2 separate regions of the Mus musculus genome follow, and region 1 is linked to region 2. A link is a contact called in public promoter capture Hi-C data. All regions are on one chromosome and are shown on one strand. Each heading gives the region's core, a stretch centred on a gene start, on an enhancer-like site or on the middle of the called end of the contact. The rest is flanking DNA. Distances are from core to core; before and after follow the strand shown.

Region 1 (6,493 bases), core at 509-3,008, 330 kb after region 2:
CTTTCTACCCTGCATAGAGGCAAGGTCTCTTGCTCAACCTGAAGCTCCAGGTTCAGTTAGCCCTGTGCTAGCCCACTCACTCCAGGGATTCCTATCTCCAGATTCAACTTCAGCATGCTGGGATAGCAGATGGCCACCATGCCCACCCAGCTTTTATGTGGGTACTAGGGATTTGAACTCTGGTCGTCCCTCTTGCACAGCAAGCTCTTTACCCACTGAGCCATTTCTCTAGCCCTCCTGTCACCGTGAAGTGCCAATGTTAGTTTCCAAAATGATAGTCTTTCTAAAATATCTTTTTAGTATTTGAATTTCTGGCCACACTGCATTATGATATAAAATAGGCCGTGGGTGATGTGTAAAATGCCCAGCACTTCGGGGACTGGATGATTTATTTGAGTCTACCTGCCTCTGTTATTTTTGAGACAATGTTGGGTACATGCAAATTCAGGATTGTTATAATTTCTTAGCGGTTGTTATAATAATTATTATTAACATTACCATTAGTGTGTGTGTGCATATGTGTGCATGTGTGTGTGCATGTGCGTGTGCGCGTGTGTGTGTGTGTATGTGTATGTGTAGGGATGTCCGTGCAATAACGCTGCACAGAGGGCAGAGGACGGCTTATGGGAACTGGCTCTTTCCTTCTATTCATGGCTCTCAGAGACTGATTTCAGGTGCTCAAGATTATGCAGCCACTCTTTTTTCTTTCTTTCTTTCTTTCTTTTTAATTTAATGATGACCCTCTTAGGCTGAATGTTGGTGCCTAAAGTATATTAAACATAATTGATATGCCACCACCTTTACCAGCTTAGTATTTATCTGGCTTTTATTTCCCATAGTTCTTTCTCCTGCAGATGTGAAGGTTCATGAAATGGCTCTATCGCAGTTCAGGTGATCTCTATTTTGAAGCAGATGGGCTCGTTTGCATTTGTTACAACTGCTAATTTTGTATTTATTTCCAGCATCTTAGTTTATGTTTTCTATTTGCCTTTTTTTAATCTTTAAATTACACTCACTTTTGTATGTGTGCAGGTGCGTGTGCACATGTGTGTGGGGAGCCATAAGCATGGCTGGAACACAAGGAAGTCGCTCCGTTCCTTCCTCACCAGTGGGATGCAGCCGGACCCACTAATGATTATTTTCACGATCTTGTTTATCCTCTTTTGATCTCAGAGCTATCATTTGGAATCGGATCTTCCAACTCGCGTGGATCAGCCCAGGCTCCGGAGGAAGCAACAGCTTCAGAGGGGCTTTAGGTACTGGGTCCCAGTGTCCCAGCGACACTCTGCTTTCTGCGGACTCTGTGGAACATGAATGTTATCCCCAGGAGGAGAGTCCAGCCAATTTGTGGCTCCACTCCCAGCTCAAGAGCCATGTGACTTGGCTACATAGCTCCCTTGGCACACCCCGCTGCCAAGAACAGCCCTGGCAAGGTAGGTCTGAGTGAAACACGGGGTGTGGTTTAAAAAAAAAAAAAATGCAGTTGGCCTGACTGGCTTGCTGTGACGGTGACTTCAAAAGACTGGAGCGATCTGTGGACTCAGCGCCATCAGCAGTAATGAGTTGAGAAGCTAAAATAAACTTTTCTCAAACATAGCTGATACAACAACAACAACAACAACAACAACAATCTCCCCCCACCACCACCACCACCAAAAAAATAAAACAGTTTAACCATATTAGAAAAAAACTGTTTATTTAAAAGGCTGACCTGTCTTTCTAGCTTAGTTCTTCTATTTTAAAGCCGTGGTCATAGTAAGGGTGGTGGTTTCAAAGAGCATGTGCCTAAAAAGTGTAAGGAGTACCATGAACTACAGGGAGGCTTGTTAACTCTAATTAAAATAAAAAATAAAAATTAGGCCAGGCACAGTGGTACATGTCTTTAATCCTGGCACTGAAGAGGCAGAGGCAGGTGGATCTCTGTGTGTTCGAGACCAGTTTGGTCTTTTGTTTGTTTGTTTGTTTTTTCGAGACAGGGTTTCTCTGTGTAGTCCTGGCTGTCCTGGAACTCACTCTGTAGACCAGGCTGGCCTCGAACTTAGAAATCCGCCTGCCTCTGCCTCCCACCGTTTGGCACTTATAATGAGTTCTAGGAAAGTGAGGAGTACAGAGCGAGACCCTGACTCTTACTCTTAATTAATTAATTAATTAAAAATAAAGTTACATTATTGAGTTTTGTGAGATTTTATAACATTTAACTGTAATTGAAGTTAGTGTTTGTTATAGTGCCTATTTGTATGCTAAATGAGCCTAGCCTTTGTGCCTGACTTCTATTGGAGTGTGCCTGGATTATTACTTTAGGAAGCTACTGCTACTTTAGACTACACAACAGTTGTAGCCCTCTTTTTGTTCTGTTTCTTTTTGCTTGCTTGTCTGACAAACTTCTGTTACTTCTGTTTGCTTGTTTTGTCTCGACAGCCACCCCACCCCACCCCCGCCCGCTTGGCCGCCCAGCCCTAGATTCCAGGCCTTGGGTACCTGGGCTTTTCCTACAGTGGTGGGCTTCATGCAGGTCTTCACACTTCCAGAAGAAGCATTTAACTGACCGAGCCATCCCAGATCTTTGTGATTCTTCCCTTTTCTGTGTTCAGTTTTGGTTTTGAGGCAAAGTATCTCACTGTCCTGGAACTCTCTGTGTGAGCTAGGCTGGCCGGCCTGTGAGCTGAGGGGTCTGCCTGCCTCCTGCCTCCCTCTCTCCAGGGCTGATATTAAAACCCAGGATGCCACACCAAGCCTTTGCACGTGGGTCCTGAGGATACACAACTTGAATCCTTAGGTTTTCCAGGCATGGCTTTACTAACTGAGCCATCTCCCTGGCCTCAGAAAATAATATCTTTTTTAAATTATCAAAGTTATAAAGAATAATAAAGATCCAGACATGGCAAGGCACACCTGTAATCAGGGAGGTGCAGGCAAAAGTTCAGGGCCAAGGAAGAGAGAGGGAGGAGATCTCCATGAATCTGAGGCTATCGTGGTCCACAGAGTGAATTTCAGTCAGCCAGAGGTATAAGTAAAATCGAGTTTTTCTTCCCAACCGCTTAACTCCCAGAAATAAAGACTCGATAATTGTTTACTGATAAATGTGTATGCCATAAGCTTTGGCTTACTCTCCAACTAACTCTCAACTTATTATCCTCTAATTCTAAGCTAGATTCAGCTACATGGCTGGTTCCCTCTCCTTATCTTCTTACATCCATCTCCTTGGCAACCCCAAAAACCTCCCATGTTCGTCTATCCCAGAATTCTCTGTATCCCTGCTGGATGTTCCACCTCCTATTTCCTGCCTCAGCTCATTGGCTGTAAGCTTTATTTATTGGCAGGTGATGCTTGTAAGAGAGCCTCTCTACAATCCTTCACTACGTGGCATGTTTGAGACCAGCCTTTGGGCTGATCCTACATAAGATCCTATCTTAAAAGAGAGGTGGTGGGGGAGAGGGAGGGGAAGAAAAATGGACAAAAGAACAACAGAAGAGCCCGAAGCACATTATTTCTGCACCAGCATCCTCACATCACATGGAAGAAGATGGTGAAGCTTGTGAATCATTACTTTTAACTCCCAGTCTTCACATCATCCTGTATCCACCATCGCTGGTTATTGTGGCTTTGACTCTACGGAGGTCTCACACAGCAGCCTTGCTATGTGTGGTGTTAGCTGATGCATCATTTCGTAGATGCTGTGTATGTTTTCTGCTTGCTGCTGCTGCCACCCAGATTGCAATCCTGAGTTTCCCTTATGTTGTTGGGCATGGCTATAATTTATTCATACTCGTTGCTAAATAGTATTCCACCACCTGTCTTTTACTGTTCTGTCAGTGGACATTGATCAGCTTCTAGCTCTTTCCCGGGAGCTATAGTGCTGCTCTGAGCATTTCTGCTGAGTGCCTTTTGGAACAGGCTGTCTTCTCTAGAGTTTAAATCTAAGAGTGAAATTGCTAGGCCATCATATTCACGAAGCAAAATTGTCCTCCAAAAAGATTGAGCTAACCAACAGGGTATGAGGGATGGTCTTGCTCTGCACAAAGTATTTGGCAAGTTCTGAGAATTCATTGTAGGATTTCACACACCTATGGGGCCGTTTGTGTTTCCATGAAACACCTCTTTTTGAAAAGAGTGACTTGTCTTCATCTTATTGATATGTAATAACTCTTTATATGTGCAGGATACAAATACCTTGGCAACTGATTTGCTTGGTTTGTGACATTGGAGATTGAATATAGGGTGCATTCTGGGTGAATGGCTTCCTACAAACTATGTCCCCAGCCCTCTTTTTACTTATTGTTTTGACACAGTCTCAGGTTGGCTGTGAACACACTTTGTAATTCAGTGGATTAGTTAGGGTTCTCTAGAGGAACAGAACTGACAGAATAAACTATACAAATCAGAATTCTTTGTTGACTGTGGTCCAGCTAATCCAACAATCTATGTAAGCCCTATCAATGGAAGCTCCAAGAATCCAGTAGTGTTCAGCCCATGAGGCTGGATGTCTCAATTGGTCTTCAATATTCATCAGAATGCCGAAGAAGTAGGCTCTAATGCAAGTGAAGGGATGGACTTGCCAGCCTGAGTGAGGGCAAGCAAGCAAAGGGCAAGCTTCCTTCTTCCACATTCTCTGAATAAGCTGCCAGAGGAAGGTGTGGCCCACCTTAAAGGTGCATCTTCCCACCTCAAAAGCTTCCTCTTCCTATCTCAGAAGAATTTGGATTAAAAGCAGGTCTTCCCACTTCAAATGGTTTCATTAAGAGAAGAAAACCCCTTACAGGTGTGTCCAGCATTTAGGTCTTAGTTAATTCTCGATGTAGTCAAGTTGATAACCAGAAAATAGCTATCACCTTCAGGTAGGTCCCTTCAACTTGTGTTTTCCTGATCCAGCTCTAAAGTGGCTGAATCTCTGCTCCTAGGCTCTTGTTATCCACATCTTGTTTTATTTTCCTATGTCTGTGTGTGTGTGTGTGTGTGTGAATGTGTAGACCATAGATTGACCTTAGAATACCTTGCTCAATAGCTTCTCCACCTTACTTTCTGGAAATTGGCTTCCAGTGAACCTGACATTTGCTGTTTGTGCTAGACTAACTGGCTAATAGTCTGATCCCCCAGGACCTGCCTATCTCTGCCTCCTGGTATCGGACTTCTCAATTCTGGTCATGATCTCCAGCTTTTATGGGGGTGCTGGGGGTCCAGACCCAGGTCTTATGCTCGCATAGCAATCACCTTACACACTGGGCCAGCTCTTCTGCTCCCAGCTTTTCAAAGGAAGCAGATCTCTGCTTCCATGCTGGGTCTAGCCACCCTTTTCCCATTGTGTCTCCTGGAAAGTAAAGGTTGTTGTCTTAGTGCAGTCTAATTTGTAAAGTTTTCCTCTGTAGATTTCACTTTTTATTTATTGTTGGAGAAATGTTACACATCTCTCATGTCAGACTCCTGTTTCCCAAACTGACTATAAAATCATTTTAAACGGTTCAACAGGTACATGTGTTTGCTACCAAGTCTTATGGCTTGAGTTTTATCCCAGGAACCCAGCTGGTAGAAGGAGAAAACCAACTCCTGCAAACTGTCCTCTGACCTCCATGTGCAACATTGTCTATGCACCCCCCGCCCCCCTGCACACACACCACACACAAGCATATGCAGAATAAAAAATTTTAAGATATATTTTTTTAAAAAAAAGAGAGAATTATGCAATAAATCTAAAAAATTTTAAAATAGCCATTTTTTAAAAGAAAAATATCCTAATTTTACAATCAACCATCTTGCTTTAATTCTCTTGTTAGTTCTAATAATTTCTCTATGGATAATATTGAGGGTTTGGTTTTTTTTTTTTTCATAAAACAACCACACACTTTATAAACTTTGAAACTTTGTTTCTAAAGTGACCACTAGGCAGATATTGAATGGTTGGCCATAGCAGGGCACACTCACATCCCCAGTACTCAGGATGTGTACCTGAGTACCTCAGGATTGTGCTCACTCCCTGGGCTCATAGCAAGTTCACATCCAGCCTGTATAAGGAGAGACCCTGTCTCAACACAATAACCAGTTTTGGAACCTCTCAGGTGCTTTCCACATCTTTTAGCCTTTTATATTTCTGTCTGGTCATCTTTGGGTCCTTTTATAATAGACTATTCTACTGGTCAATCTAGCTGTTCGTTGAATTAGTCTCTCATTCCCAGGAGCCCAGCTGGCTCTTGTTTCAAATCTTGGAGTCTTCAGTTCATGTTGTCCTTCTGTTCCAGAATTGTTTCAAGCCACACCCACTTAGTAAATGTAATGTTCATTGATCTGACTTTCCAGAAGAGGGCTAAACTATTTGCTACTGATAGATCCATTCCTTCACCTGTGTACTCGGGTGTGATGTTGACAGGCTCCAGCCGACAGTTCCAATCCAATGGCACAATGAACCTGGAAAGAAATGAGTATGAGGGAGATTGACAAGGAAGGGAACTGAGAGGGGAGGGGGAAGGAAGTCTTCAGAGTGCCTTATCACTGCCTTGGAACT
Region 2 (6,009 bases), core at 891-3,390:
ACTCCATGAGATGGAACCCATAAGTGACACACTGCTGAAGTGGGCAAGAACTATAGACTAAATAAACCATGGTCCTAGGGGAAACCCACTACTCTTATCCTGCTAAAGGGACATAGAAATAATCCTAATGACATATTGCAATATCCTTAGATCAGTGCTTTGATCAACTCACACCAGAGATGCTTCTTGTAGTAGACAGATAACAACACAGTCATACATCTGGACAACATGCAGAGAGTGAGAGACTTTGTAGCACTCAGTCCTGGGCGTAATGTCTTCATCACATCCCTCCCGCTCCCAGGCTCAGAGATCTACCTGGAAAAAGAGGTGGAAAGATTTTAAGAGCCAGAGGTGGTGGGTGACTCCAAGAAGCACTGTCTTCCAGACACCACAGAACTGATGCAATATGGCCTCTGTAGCAGTGCATACGAGACCTACACAGGTTCAGGCCAGACAGGGTGCCAGCACTTAGAAGGGAGAAATGGACACAGGGCCCCACCCCTAACCAAAAAGCTATCTGTACTGACTCCCACTTGCAAGGAAAGGTCAGTTTTTTCCAGTGGAATTTTACTGGGTGTATCAACTAGGGGAAATCCTGTGTCCAGGAGTACTTGGCCAGCACAAAACAAACTCAGTGGTACTTTTGTGAAATTTTTGTTTCATTTTTGCTTTGTTTGGCCACTTTGTTTTTGTCTTATTAGCCTCTGTTTTGATTTTCTTTTTTGTGGGGTTTCTTTTGGGGGGTCGAATTTCTTGGGTTTTGTCTCTTGTTTTTTTGTTCGTTCATTTTGGTTTGGTTTGTTTATAAGAGGGAGAGGGAGGAAGATAGAGAACCAAGAAAATTGTTTTAGTTTGTCAGACTTAGCGAGACATTTGGAGTTTGTCAGGTACAAGTTCCCACAGTGCAGATCAGTCAAGAACCATGTCTCAGAGCACCCGCCTTACCCTGTGTTCTCTGCCTTGGTAGCTCAGCTAATGGCCTGGAAGCTGGACATGGCTAATGGAAAGCACTGGCTGAGCTTGCAAGGCCAGGAAAAAATGAAGCTCAGAATGTGGCTCTCCCTGTCCGAGGGTACAAAGTTCCTGGCAGGGCAGCACCACCCAGGAGGCTGTGCCAGTGGCTTTCAACCTGTGGGATGCAACCACTTTGGCAACCCTCTGTCTCCTAAAATATTTATATTATGGTCCATAACAGCTGCGAAATTATAGTTATGAAGCAGCAACAGAAATAATTTTATAGTTGGGGGTCAATACAACATGAGGAGCTGTTTTAAAGGATGGCAGTATTAGGAAGGTTGAGGACCTCTGTTCTAGGCCTAACCACGTCTCTTACGAGATCCTTAGCTCCCTCTAGTCAGCTGTACCTCAATCCACAGACCAGAAGGGCTCTTATTTTCTAGTCTCTGGAAATCCTGTCCCAGTAGTCCTATGAGTCAAAGATGCTCAAGGTTACCTCCTGATCCATATGATCAATTCTCCATAGAGATAAATCATTTTCCTGGCTTAGCCCTCTGGGAGTATGCTCATCTCCCTGGCCCAACTCTTACTGATACACTTTACTGCCTGAATCTTTTCCACAGTGCATCTCTTAGATACTTCAGAAGCCCGCCTCACAAGTTTCCAGAGGCAGGGAACTCATGACCTCCCAAAGATTCTTGTCCAAATAGAACAGTTTGAGAACTCTTCCATCTGCTCGCCGTGGTTTGCAGCCTAAGTAGTTTTACACTTTTAGCAGAGCCCTGGAGTTAGTCCAAGTACTTCTTCAGCACCCAAGTCTACAGGTGTGTGTGCCCCCTGAACACAGGCAAGGTCAGAGCCTGGGTTTACGGTCTGCCTGGAAGTTGTGGCTGAAATTTCACCCTTTATGATTTATTTCTTATGGTTAAAATACTGACACTTCAAAGCATCTACTCTATAAAAAAAAAAAAAAATACCACACAAGCGAGAGGGAATGCACAAAACTTCCTTCATTGCCTAAAAGCTTCGCCGGAATGCATCCAACCTCTTTCCCTATGACTGATCTCAGAAACAGAGCCCTTTGGAAATGGTGTTGCTGATGAAATCAGAGCTGTGGGAGCAATGGCTGGGAACGGCCAGAAGTCTTGGCCCAAAGTAGGGCGATGAGCTGCCAAAGGGGAACAAAGTCACTGGGCTGACACACACCGAGGTGAAGGGTCCTCAGTGACCTTGTCCAGGACTGGTCAGGCCCACCTCTGTCGGCCACCTCTCAGGCTCTGCCCCATCTGCACAGTCAGAGACTGGAACCCTGAAATCCTTCTTTTCCCTACCAAGCAAAAGGATGGCACAGCCAATAAAGCTAGTCTTCGAGTTTTGTGCATCATGCAATTCCTGCAAGTTTTACCATATTTCATGGATGAGCACTGCAGGAGGCAAACAGTGCCCTGCCAGGAGACGATCCAGCTGCCCTTTTCCCAGAAAGTAAACAGATAATAGAATAAATCCGGTCAGCATTCCTTTTCACTTAGCTAAAATTAAATGTGGCTCATCATGGGTAAGTGGCTAATTGCATGTTTAGCGTAAAGAAAATTCTGAGGACGTTACCTTATTTACTTTCTTCCTGTGTCAATACACCAGGGGACATTGGCATTCAGATACAGGTAGTAACAGCTGGCTGCTGATGCCAGCTTACCTTTCATGACCTGAATTCAGAGCTAGACAAAGCAGACAGTGGAGACACTGGAATTAAATTGCCTTCAACCCCAAATCCAGGCAATCTGCCCGTCGGTTTACAGCAACTGCAAATTCTGATGAAATTGCTTTTAAAATGGATTAATTCCTGGTGGGGGAGGGGACTGGGAGCTTTTTTTTTTTTTTCAAAGAGCCAAAGTTTTTGTTTTTGTTTTTTTCTTTTTCTTCAACTGGTGACTATGTAGTTCTTAGATTATAACCCACGAAGGTAGCAGTGTTTTTATATCCATTTCAGCGGTAGAAAACCAAAACTTATTGGAAACCTATTACTTTGTAAGCCAACTAAAGAATATGAATGTTAGAAGGCCAGACTGAATGGCTGAGTCATGATGAACTTAGTAGTTTACCTTGGGATATTAAACCAAAATTCCAGTGCCAGATATGGGGGATACCTCTTTATGAATAGTTGGTTTGAAAGGCTCCCAACATCCCCCCCCCAGACCCTCAAAAAAGGGCTCTCGACATTCCCCTAGGCTGCCCACCAGAATAAGTTAGTAAGATCCAATTGCTGAAGACAACACATAGCTTCAGTCCAAGATACAGAGAAATCAAACTGGACCTGACCTGGAAACTTCCTCCCTGATGGCTGGCTTTCATGATGCCAGAAGACATCAATGGCCATACTCAATTGAGAACACTACGGATTTAAATGCCAATCTTCTGGGTAAGATATATACACTGGTGCAATGCTGGCAAACTGCTATGGGGCTAACCACGAGCTCTGATTAGTTTTGAGAGCCACTCCAGAAGAAGGAATCCATGCTTCATTCTGCATCCAGGTTAAGAACCCATAGCTGAGGAGGTCTTAGGTCCCAGCAGGAACTTACAAGTGCTGGCTGGCTAAACTGATGTCATGCCAAGATGCTTTCTCAATACTTACACATAACACACATAGATAAACCCTAGTCTTAGTCAGAACAACTTCTATTCACAATGCAAGCCTTCAAGTACAGAGGTATGTAGCTGCTTAAGACACTGTGAACAAATACTATTGCATGTTCAGTCCCTCAGTAGAGCACTCATATGACCACTTTAAAGACCAGGGAACAATGAGAAGATGTAGCAGGAAGAATTTCTGGACTACTCTCTGTCATTTTTAAAAAATTATTTATTTTTATGTATATGAATGATCTGTCTTCACACAGAGGGCATCAGATCCCACAACAGATGGTCATGAGCCATCGCGTAGTTGCTGGGAATTGAACTCAGGACCTCTGGAAGAATAGCCAGTACTCTTAACCACTGAGCCATCTCTCCAGCCCTGCTCTTAGCCTTTCTTGGAAAAACTTCTTTTTTGCAGTGGGAAAAAAAATAATGCTAACTCCTAATGGAAGAAAGAAAACAACATATTAGGGAGAGAGATAAATAATAAAATCCAGTGACTCTCAAGGTCCTCCTTGGGATCCTGATGTGAGCTTTAGGTGTAAGTAGACTACCGTGATAGGGCAAGAAACAGGCACAGTTAAAGGACTGGGATCAAGGTGTGCCCCATCATTATCTCAGCTCTAGTCCTGACAGCGTGTGTGACCCAAGAAGTTGTTATCTGTCAATGCCTGGCATTGCAAGAAGGGACAATAATGGCTCCCACAAGATGACCTGCTTCCCAGAGTAGTCTCTCCATCACAGACAACTGTTGCCACTTCAGAGAGGGTCTGCCTGCCCAAGAGCCTTTGTTATTCATGGAATCCAAAGTGATTCTGTACCATCATAGCCATAAAGGGAATGAAGTAGGTTAGGTATCACTGGTTCCTAGTGGATACTCCTAGGATAGTAAATATACCATATGCTATACCATATGGTAAACTTACCATAAAGGTGAGCAAGCTGGGTGATGGGTGCACAAAGGAGGGAGAGCTGTCAGCTTTCACCCTGTTTGCAGTGCCTCTGTGAGGCCAAGGAAGAGTCAAAGCAGCTTCTAAGTGCCCCTTAGAGTCCCTTTCACAGTGGTATTGCCACTGAAGTAAAGAAGGCTCTTTACATGACACAGGACAGCTTCCCCTATTTTCATAGGGTGTCTAAGCATCCTGAGCCCCTCTCTGTGGCCAAAGAGTCCCTTAAGGAAAGCTCAAACCATGGATCATCTCTCACCTGCTCCAATTTACTCCTTGGCTTTGTCCCAAGAAAAAGTCTGGCTCTTAAGGCATCTTTTGGGTGACAGACTCTCCATATGGTAGTTTGCTTCTCAATGTTTGTTACCCCGTGACGCTTTCCAGTCTGGAAGTGGTAGATTTGTGCAGCGCACCGGCAGAAAGAACATTCCCTGTAAAGCGTTGAGGGAATCAAGCAGACTGTACAATCCACAGGGTTGTTAGTGAGAGCTGTCTTCAGTTCCCTGCGCTCTGAGCAGGACCTCAGGGATATTCTTTTCTTCACTTCAGGAAAAAAGCATATAAGTGCAAATCATGGCAAACAAACTGAGATGTCCTGAGTTGTGATGCTCAAACAAGTGTGTGTGCTGTGATTCTAGATGCTGATCATTATTAATCCAAACTCAAGGCTGGGTCAATTACTTTTCATCCAAAATACACATTGAACAAAATATACCAAAGTCTAAAAAGGGGGAAGGAGGAAAGGGGAAATTTTGTTTTCTCTCTCTCTCTCTCTCTCTCTCTCTCTCTCTCTCTCTCATTTGTGTATGTGTGTTGATATATGTGGGTTTATATATGCCTCTGTGTGAAGCAGGTCATCTTGTCTGGAAAGGTCAATCTCAGGTGTCAGTTTTCATCTAAGACGAGCCTTTTGCCATTTACTATCGTGTAGGCAAGGTCACTTGCCTACGGGCATCCTAGGAAACTCTTATCTCTGCCTCTTGTTTCAGTTTAGGAATACTAAAATTGCAGATGTGTTCTACCACATCTGGCATTATGTGGCATTTGGGAATTCAAAGTCAGATGCTCATACTTGTGTGGCTAGTGCTTTGCCTGTGGAGCCATCCCTTCAACCCCTAGCCTTTTCCCCCCAGCAAATCCTTGATTTTTTTTTTTTACATCCTAAGTCATTGACAACATTCTACTAAGTTTTTACTTCATTTTATTTCTATCTATAACTGTTTTTTAATTCCTTTTTTTCCCCCCTTTGAGTCACAGTGATGTGAAATCTGCTTGGTTGAAGCCTGAACTTGTCTTGCTCGTGGCTCTGGACAATGGCGTGCTCCAATGCACCGTCTGAGAAATGGTAACCAAGTATTGGAAATGAAAAGAAAGTATTTTCCCTCTGGCAGGAGAAAGCTATTACCAAACAGCCTAGCAATGAATGAGCCATCAACACACACCAGAGGAGTCTCCTAGGTTCAACATCAAG

Evidence for each region. Promoter capture Hi-C pulls out the DNA fragments that hold promoters and counts their contacts.
Region 1: a contact with region 2 is called in a promoter capture Hi-C map of liver, with 4 times the contacts expected there. The contact joins two enhancer-like sites. A contact is called at or near these places in 1 of 39 promoter capture datasets (liver) and 2 of 484 Hi-C or Micro-C datasets (cerebral cortex and neural progenitor cells).

What each region holds. Positions count from the first base shown.
Region 1 is chr17:4,973,558-4,980,050 of GRCm38.p6, forward strand. No RefSeq gene overlaps it. Among named protein-coding and RNA genes, the nearest start is that of Gm41517, 8.7 kb to the left of the region's middle. Within about 2 kb of position 1,759, at least 56 of the 459 cell types and tissues checked have an H3K27ac peak or open chromatin away from gene starts, as enhancers often do. A contact at or near this core is called in liver, where this site is marked.
Region 2 is chr17:4,638,666-4,644,674 of GRCm38.p6, forward strand. No RefSeq gene overlaps it. Among named protein-coding and RNA genes, the nearest start is that of 4930517M08Rik, 6.7 kb to the left of the region's middle. Within about 2 kb of position 2,141, at least 24 of the 459 cell types and tissues checked have an H3K27ac peak or open chromatin away from gene starts, as enhancers often do. A contact at or near this core is called in liver, where this site is marked.